Linked DNA regions of Mus musculus: region 2 is linked to region 1. Evidence: chromatin contacts called from public HiChIP or PLAC-seq data. All regions are on one chromosome and are shown on one strand. The core of a region is the stretch at or near the end of the contact, and the rest is flanking DNA. Distances in the headings are between cores, read along the strand shown.

Region 1 (4,754 bases), core at 2,062-4,561:
TACTAACAGTTCATGATCCTTCTCGTACTTTTTCCTTGTCTCCTCATGGCTCATACCAGCCTCCAACCAACTGAAAAACTGTATTCTCAAGAGCAAACCCCTCCAACCAACTGAAAACTGTATTCTCAATAGCAAACCCCTCCAAGCAACTGAAAAACTGTATTCTCAATAGCAAACCCCTCCAAGCAACTGAAAACTGTATTCTCAATAGCAAACCCCTCCAAGCAACTGAAAACTGTATTCTCAATAGCAAACCCACTTTGATTCAGCATGGGATTATTTAGGGAAAGGGTTAAAATTTTAGACTTTAAGACTTATTTTGAAAATGTTCTTTTGGCTTCAGCTATACTTTTAACTAAACTTCCTGTTTGTAATTTTTTTATCAGCAGGAAACAACTTCTCTGCAGATAAGTGCAGCTGGAGTAATGGTCACTGGGAAGAACCTAGGAACACTAGTCAACAACCATGGGAAGAACAGAAAAAGCAAGACCCACTCTCACTTCTTCCTGACTCTGCATGTCAACTCTGTAGGACAATGTTTTAATTCAATCTCATGCTTTCTGTGATGTTCTGAAGATTCAGAATAGAGATATGAAGAAAACATTCAAAACACAAACTTTATTACATCTAACCAGAGCACAGCTTTATTAGCCGAGATGCTGAGGCCTAAAATCTACTTGGCATAGAAGATAGTCTAGGGCAGTCTCCTCAGAGGAAATGTACTGAAAGGATTCAGCCCTGTGTAGGTTCTACTACTACAAAAAAAAAAAAAAATGTTCCCCTTGCAAATACTGTCACTGGCAAAGTCACTGGATCCAGAACACACTGGCGCAGGTTTAAGTCGTAGGACACACAGTGACTAAGGTTTCAATGGTTTCTTGGGGTAGCCAGAGAGGTAAACACTGATGGTAGTCAGTAAGGGAGGCAGACAGTGAAGTAAGTAGACAGTGAAAGTAGTCAGGCAGTCAGGAGACAGTGAGACAATCAGCAGACTTTCAAGTAGACAGTGCGGTAGGAAGCACTGAGGTAAACAGAGTCGGTGAGACCAGCAACGGTAATCAGTGTGGCAGGGAGCGAGGCAGTGAGCAGACAGTGAGGGAAATGGGTGTAGTGAAGCAGTCATCGAGAGGTATTCCGTAAGTAGACAGAGACAGATAATAAGTGGAAGACACGGAGACAGTCAGCAGACAGTGAGAGAGTGACGTAAACAACAGCAGTCAGGCAGTTAGGTAAGCACTGGAGGTAATCGCCGAGGTGAACGAGGAGGTAGACAGGGAGATAAACAGAGAAGGCAGTGAGCTAAGGATGGAATCAGGAAAGCAACCAGTCAGTGTGGTCAGACAGAGAAGAAAGCCAGCTGGTGAGCTAGTGAGGTACCAGGTAGTGGGAAAGGAAAACAGCGAAGCAGCCAGTGAGGTACCCAGTCAGTGGAGTAGCCAGTTGGTGAGGTAGCCTGTCAATGAGGGCAAGACAGTAAGACAGTCAGTGAGGCAGACCACATAGGAAGGCATATATATGAGTCTGGTGTAAACAGGCAATCAGTGAGGTAGCCGGGAAGTGGGGGAAGACGGTGAGGCGGTAAGGTAGACAAGGAAGGCAGTTGGAGAGGCTATGATGTAAACAGTGAAGCAATCAGTCAGCGAGGTGGACAGTTAATGAGGTAGAAGGTGGGGTAGCTAGTCAGTGAGGTACTCTATGTGCTTAGACAGTGAGGCAGACAAGGTTCCTTGGTGAGTGGTTTTGAGAGATCAACCTGACACACGAGGACTTTACAGAAGCAGGGGAAAGGGCCTTGAGGCCAAGCTTGCATCTTGGATGTAAACACAAACCACACAGAGGCCTGGCCGTTAAAAACAGAAATAGGTGCTCAAGTGGCTCAGTGATTTTCCAGAGGTGAGAGTTAACAGCAAACGCTTGCTGCCACTAGATACCATCTCATTTTTTTTCCCTGTCACTGCGAAAAGGGCACATCTATTCCGGAAAGAAAAAAAAAGTCATTTTTTTTCCTTCAAGGAGGGCAGCGGTGTGGAGCAGCGGTGTTTGCAGGGGCTGGGGCTGCAGGAGGAGGAGGGGCGTGAAAGGAAGGAGTGCTTTAAGGAGAGGCAGCTAGGGTTTTTCCACAGGGCCCCACACCGGCCACTGCAGAGAGAAAACAGGAGTGGGGGGGGGGAGGAAATGTCCCTCGGGGAGGATGGGGGTAGGGGGGAAGGCCAAGTGCAACCGGCTGAAGGAGGCCAGGTCTCCTCCAGGATGCAAACGAGCGCCAGTTACCTTGGGACACAGCGGGGGGGGGAAAGGGGGCAACCAGGATGGAGGTCTGCAGAGGAGAGGCGGGAGGGTAGAGGCAGGGTCTTCTCCAAGTGCAACCCAGGGACGGAGATGGACAAACAGCAGGACCTAGGGCCTCCCCCGGGCCAAAAGGCGTGGCCAGGCAACCTATAGACCGTCCCGAGATGCTAAGACAGCGCACGGCTACCCCCGGCTCAACCTAGCCCAGACTGTCCGAGGGGCCCGCGCGCGGCCGCAGCCCCCGCCCCCAGCCCGCAGTGCTCTTACCTCCACACCTGCCCCATCTGCAGCAGGTGGATGACCGACTGCCAGATCCACACGGAGAGGCGGCACAGACGCTGCGCCCCCGGGGTGGCCGAGCCCCCCGCACCCGGGCCGCCGCGGGCCGCGCCGTGGCCGTAGCCGGCCCCCATCATTGGGGGTCCCCGGCTGCTGAGCCCCTCCACGGCGCCTAGCCCGCCGCCCGTGTAGTCCTGCACGAACCAGCGGAAGCTCAGGCTCTGCACCAGCAGCGACGGCACCAGCACGAAGAACAGGGTCAGCCCGAAGCAGCCGTAGTCCCCCTTGCGGTAGTAGTCGAGGGCCAGCCACAGGTCGGTACCCACGTCCCCGAAGAACACCAGCAGCGCGAGCACGATCCACAGGCAGTCAAGCCACGGCCGCTCCACCTGCGGCGACGCGGGCTGCGGTCGGCCGGCCGAGGGCGTCGGGGGGTGGCGGCCGGCGGCCCCGGGCGGCTGCAGCGGCTGGTCCCCCCCGTCGGCGGCGGCGGCGCTGCGGCGCGGCTTCTTGCCCAGCAGCGAGCGCAGGCAGGCGGAGCGGCAGCCCCAGTAGCACGAGGAGGTGTTGCAGCAGTGGCAGATGTGCAGCGAGCTGCTCTCGCCGGGCTCGCTGCCGTCGCCGCCGCCGCAGCCGCCTCCCCCGGGCTCCCCGTCCTCCTCGCCGCTGCCCACCGCCTCGTCCAGGTTGTGCAGCTGGGCGAAGCCCACCCCCACGCCACCGCCATCGGATTTCGCCGCCATCTTGACTCTCTTCCCAGCTCCGGAGGTTGGGGGGGAGGGACGGGTGGGGGGAGAAGGCAGGGACCGGGGAGGGGGGGAACGAATGGAGAGGAAGGGGGGCGGGGAGGAAGCGGGGAGCAGACGAACGGGGGGAGTGGGCCAGGGAACCCCCTCCGCTTCCGGGCGGGCGGCGTCACTTCCGGGCGAGCCCCCCAATCGCACGGCGCCCGCAGCCTCCTGGCCCTACCCTACCGGCCAAGATGGCCGCCCTCCTGTGCCTCAGCTGCTGGGCGGGGGGCCGGGGGGTTCTCCCCGCCAGGGCTCCCCGTCCCCTCTTCCGTTGACCCCGAAACCCATCAGGTTGACCCCTCGGCGTTTCAGAATCCCGCTGGGTTGAGTGAGACGGTCCAAAGTGTTCCCTGGAGGAGGCAGTGCCAGACGTTTTGGGGTCCCCTTCCTCTGCGTCGCAGCTCTCAGCTTTGCTCTGGGAGAAACGCCCCCTAACACCCTCCCGGCTGCGGGCAGAGGGGCGGGACCTTTGAGGGAAGGGGAGGAGCTAGTGAAAAGCAGGTGATTACTTGTCACTTCCGGGAGATAGGATGACCTCATTGTGTAGTTAGACACCCCCCTCCCCCCCACCAAAATGGCTGTGTCTCACCTCTGGCTGGATAACCCCCCCTTCATCCGTGTTAGTTTCTTATTTTGAGGGGCTCTAAAAATAATGACATAAGTCAATAAGAGTCCACAAACTTACTGATTCTCACTTCTGTTTAGACATCTTTCATCTTTATTGACCCCCTAATTTTCCTGTCACTTGATAACTTTCCCATATTTTGTAATAAAGTTTCCAACTTTCCCTCAAGAAAATTCTAGGCAAAATTTAGCTAGAAATCAGCCTGGTTGCCTCTTTCCTGTTGTAGCAAGAACTAAATGGGCATCTTGTGACCTTGAGTGTTTTCTGCACAGTCAAACATGTTTTTACCTACTTTTTTTTGTTTGTTTTAGCGTGATTTTAAAACTCTCTAAAGACCTTCATTTGGGAAAAAAAAAAAAAAAAAAAAAAAAAAAGCTTTAAGCTGTATGTATCAATTACTTGTTCAGGCAATTTGAATGTGTGAAACTTGTCTTTGCCAGTGTTTTGGGGGGTGCTAAGGCTCTGTTAGTAAACATGGCTTTAAATGAGTGAAAATGTTATTAATGTGCTATATCATTAAAATAGGTGCAGAGTATTTGAGCTTCACTAACAAATTGTATAAATGAGGCAGCACTGAATGGATTTGAATTACAATGCTCTTTCAGTGGAAGACAGCAAACTACTTAGTTGTTATTGATGAGTTATTTTAAAGAAGTATTTTAAAGAAAAAGTGAAAAAGAAAACACTGGAATTTTCTCATCAACCTCTGTAGATTGTTTTTATCCAATTTTTTTCAGTAATCTAAGAATGGCAATAATGGGTTTTTTTGT
Region 2 (4,493 bases), core at 1,541-4,040, 48 kb before region 1:
CAGCTCACTTCTCCATTTCTTGAGGCACTCACTCATTGGTCGTGGAAAAGGCAAGTAGTCTTCTTAACTGAATGACAACAAGAACTTTAAAATAAACAGAGCAGCACAGTTGACCCTGACTGATAACCCTCACCCACTCTTCATAGGTACCAACATTCTGCCATCTTTGTGTCATCTGCTTCACAGAGCCTCTTCACCTCCCAATACCATGGTCATTTTACCTTCCTAAAGCACACTCTGCAACTGATACAGCTTGGTTTCCCATCTTAATCATTGCATAGGCACCCAGCTCCGTGGGACTGAGTACACTCACATGGTTATGAGACCATCTCCACCAAGTTTTTCACCTTGCAAAGCCCAAGTCCCGCCACTGAGCCATTCATCTTCCCTCCTTTTTGACTTGATGGCTGCCGACGCCGGGTGCCTCCAAAGTGGAAGCACACAATGCTTAGGAGTCCTGTGGCCTGCTCACTGTATAATGTCCTCAAGGTTCATCAGTACAGCAGCACAAGGTGCAGTACGCACAGCAGAACTTCTTTCCCGAAGCTGGATCATATTCCACTCACTCATGCAGGGGCTCTGCAGCTGCCTGCACCTTCAGCTACAGCTGCTGTGAACACAGTTGCCTGAATATCTGTCTAAGTATTTGCTTCCCGTTTTTTAGTATGGATAGCCAGAAGTGAAATTTCTGGATTGTATAGTAATTCCATTCCTTTGTTTGACAAACAGCCATACTGTTTCCCACAACGGCCATATCACTTTCTGTTCCCACCAACAGTGCATGGGATTAAGCAGGCATTTGTAAAGGAGTGAGCACCTGACAAAAACTCCATGTCTACATACAGCTTGTGTGCGTGTCATTCTAGTCAATCCTAAAAATGTGCCGACTCATGGAGCACCCTGCTCTGTTGGTGAGTCCCTGGGACATGTATTTCTATCTCTCATCTATCTGTGTAATGTTTTCTCCCAATCAGAGGCTTAAACTGACAGCTAACGTACTATTAAACACACAGCTAACTAAGTACACACTAAGTATACTAATAGGCAGGACTTTTAAAAGACACACATGAAAATGTATATAAAGTGAGATGACACTTGATGCTCCCCAGAAGACTAGCCCTGACCAGCTAGCTGTATCTTCACCAGTAGCTGTCACAAATGCAGCTATGTCACTATTACATACCTCGAGTTTAAACACACTAGATACAAACTACTTCTAAATAACAAAAACAACCAAACAATAGCAGCCAGAATTCAAAATCTAAATGAAATTTTTGGGAAAACTTTTAATACCACCATCCTAGATGGACACAGTCTGCATCAGCCAGCAGCTCCCACAACCACCGTGGAATCACAGACGCCCAACTGTCTGAAACCACATACAACACTAATAATGTTTGGCATACTAGGAACATCAAGCAGAAAAAATAAACATGCAGGTATGTTCTTTATAGCTATAAAATAGGCAACTTACTCGAGTGCTGTATTGATTCAGGATTTTAAACTTTAAGCCCACATACTCTATGATGCTCTACACACACACACACACACACACACACACACACACACACACACTATTACAGCATTATTCCCAAGTTATAAAATTACCCCAGGCATCAGCCAACAGATAAATGAACAAATACATACACAACGGAATTTTATTCAGTCATAAAGAAAAGTGAAATTTTGTTACATAAGTCACATTCAGAAAAACAGGTGAGCATTCTCTTAGATGTGGAATCTAAATTCAAAACAGGATAAAAGGTCGAAGGGGGGAGTGTTTGTGATCAGCATAGAATGGGTGCAAGAAAGGATAATGGGAGTGATTACACGTTATCAAATAGCATAAGGAAACAACATTTGATAATTTTTTTAAAAAGTTGGGCTAGCAAGATGGCTCAATGGATGAAGGTGCTCGCCACCAAGCCTGATGACCTGAGTTCAATTCTGGAGCTCACGAGACAGAAGGAGGAAAGCACAGACTTCTGCAAGTTGTCATCTGACCATCAAGCATATACCATGGCACATGTGCCACTCACACAATCAATTAATCAATTAATCAATCAATATGATGAAAAATGTAGGCCCATGCTTCACAGAATAGCAAAACAATTTATATCATCCTATCTTGAGCAGGATGTGTTAGATACATGTGGAGACAACAAACTGAACCCCACTAATATTTACAGCCATACGTTGGCTCCTCAACAGAATGAGAATACATCTGTCATGGCTCAAGAAAGTCCTGCAACTGATCGTTCAACTGGTTAAGCAATGACAGAAACCAAGTTCCACCCACACAAGAACCCTTTAGGGTTGGCTGAGGTGAGACAAGAATGAGAAGCAGAGGGAGAAGGCAGCACTGGGAGCCACAGGAGAAGGACGGCAGGGCAAAGGCTAGAGCTACAGCAGGTTGGCTGCCCTGGTCCTGGGGTCTGGCACGTAATGAAATACAGCGTGCTCTGAGCGATTATCCTCGAGACGGCAACACCAGAGTGGAGCTGAGTCAGCACACAGTGGAGGGAAGGCAGACCAGCAAGCCACCCATGTGAGAAGCCTTGGCAGAGGCATGGCAGCAGGGCACAATTTTCACGGCATATCAAGGCCAACATTTCTAGGGATGGTGGTGGTTAAAGTGTTTAAATAAGGGAGCTGGGGAACGTAACACATTAAGGTCTCCAAAACACAATTCTATGGTTGCATATGAGAATAATTACTGCAGAGCAGATGGCGGGCCGCTTCCTAGGCAGGAAACACAGAACTGATAAGCTTCACTGCAGAGTCATAATGACCACGCTCTGGAGTCTGTCGCTCCCCAGGAAAGATCAATACAGCTTCCTGAGAACAACACAAAGGCACCGTGCATAAAAACTGCAATGCTACATCAAGAGACAGGAAATGCCAGACACACTGTCCCCCATTAACCAACAGCTTGGAGCTAGGCAGAGTTAAATAAATAAATAAATAAATAAATAAATAAATAAATAAATAAATAAGCAAGCAAGCAAGCAAGCACACAGGTAAAAGATGTAGTGTCATTAGAAAAATGACCAGTAACAATAGGCAGGGTGGAAGGGTGGGCCTGGACGGACATTTACCATCAGAAGGAAGACTCACAAATCCCCAGCAGACACACCTACCTACTTTCATGTTCCTCTTGTGGCTGCTGAAATTGCTCTTGTGACTTCAACATAATAAAGAAAGTAGTCTCAATTCAAATTGCACAGAAATTTCAAGTTCCAAAGAAATGTCTACGCTGTTATCACTTCCAAAGTTGTAACATTTCATTGCATCCCCTGAAGCACTCCTTACTAGCAAAGCTTGAGTAAATGACCTATTTTCTGAGAGGAACAACTAAGTGATAAATGTTATTAAGTTACTACAATTAAATCTTTGACATCTAATCCTATGAAACCCATCTCCCTAAACCAATGCACCCTCACAACAAAAAAGTTTGGTAAAGTACCTTCCCCTCTCTGCAAGCTTTAAAAGCACAGATTACACAGAGAACAGATACTGAGCTAATTAAGGCCTGTGGGGCGTGGGTGTATGCTCGACACAGGCCCTTGACCAGAAGCAGAGTCCTGCAGTTGAGGTTGACGTCACCTCCTTCCAAGATTCAACCTCAGAAGGTGTCTGCTGTGCAAAGAGAATGGCAAACCCTGAGTCTCCCAGTTACGAAGGACATAAACCTAGTCTTCCTAAACTCAGCCAGTGCTGGACTCCCATGTCTTCTTGTGGCCACCCTTTCCCTGGAGAACCACTTCAGAGCAGCCCTTAGAAACTGGTCTACCCACCCTGTTGTTATGTTAATGGATTCACTCAGAGGCTGACTCACCTGCTGTGTCATTCAGTAAGTCCCCAAGTCCAGCCCCTTGAAAGTGTTAAAGATCATCTGGGACCCAGCTTCTCTCTGCATCAGCACACAGGGATGGATTAGCTCCAGAGACCTCCCAGCTGGTCAGGCTTGGTGTGCACATCTGGCCATGTCCACTAGAACAATTTCTCTGTTGTTTTCAATCTTTTTTTAAAGGGAGACTCCTTGTGTCCCAAGATCTCCAGCACATCTTCTGAATACTTAGTCTCCACTGAGACGCATATGGAGTCTGTGGAGGGGCCCCTTCACTGACTGTGAAGAAAGGGCATCAGGCAGGCATTGAGAGTGGGTAGCTGTGAACCAGTCCTGCTCCTCAAATGCACTCACTTCCTTTTCTACATTTCCATCATGGTGGAACACCACAGTTGATGCTCACCAACTGAGCACATGCCAGCACAAGCCCTAAACCTCACTACTGTGGGTTAAATAAATCCTTTCCTTTAAAATACAAAGTCCCGGGGCTGCAGAGATGGCTCCAGGGTTAAGAGTACTTCAACCTTTTCAGAGGACCAGAGTTACCCACCCATACCCAGCAGTCACCCCACCTATAACTCCATCCCCAGGATCTGACACCCTCTTCTGGACCCTGTGGGTTCCCACACATCTCTCTCTCTCT

What was found. HiChIP or PLAC-seq counts read pairs in DNA pulled down with a chosen protein or histone mark.
Region 2: a contact with region 1 is called in an H3K27ac HiChIP or PLAC-seq map of epiblast stem cells. The contact joins the enhancer-like site here to the promoter of Xkr6 in region 1. A contact is called at or near these places in 4 of 39 promoter capture datasets (the 3T3-L1 cell line, 3T3-L1-derived adipocytes, the HPC-7 cell line and 1 more), 7 of 484 Hi-C or Micro-C datasets (the G1E-ER4 cell line, the HPC-7 cell line, the N1E-115 cell line and 2 more), 4 of 115 datasets of contacts at active chromatin or transcription factors (the HPC-7 cell line, embryonic stem cells and epiblast stem cells) and 2 of 9 other capture datasets (liver and pancreatic islet).

What each region holds. Positions count from the first base shown.
Region 1 is chr14:63,605,087-63,609,840 of GRCm38.p6, reverse strand. Xkr6 (X-linked Kx blood group related 6) reads right to left here and starts at 3,311. Exons shown (of 3, transcript NM_173393.2): 1 at 2,557-3,311. The coding sequence starts at 3,311. It overlaps Gm15918 (predicted gene 15918), which reads left to right and starts at 2,122. Exons shown (of 2, transcript NR_167937.1): 1 at 2,122-2,882.
Region 2 is chr14:63,652,553-63,657,045 of GRCm38.p6, reverse strand. All of the region lies in intron 1 of Xkr6 (X-linked Kx blood group related 6), which reads right to left. Gm38524 (a long non-coding RNA gene) reads right to left here. Exons shown (of 3, transcript XR_383495.4): 1 at 1-4,493. Among named protein-coding and RNA genes, the nearest start is that of Gm38524, 5.3 kb to the right of the region's middle. Within about 2 kb of position 2,790, at least 25 of the 459 cell types and tissues checked have an H3K27ac peak or open chromatin away from gene starts, as enhancers often do. A contact at or near this core is called in the G1E-ER4 cell line, the HPC-7 cell line, the N1E-115 cell line and 3 more, where this site is marked.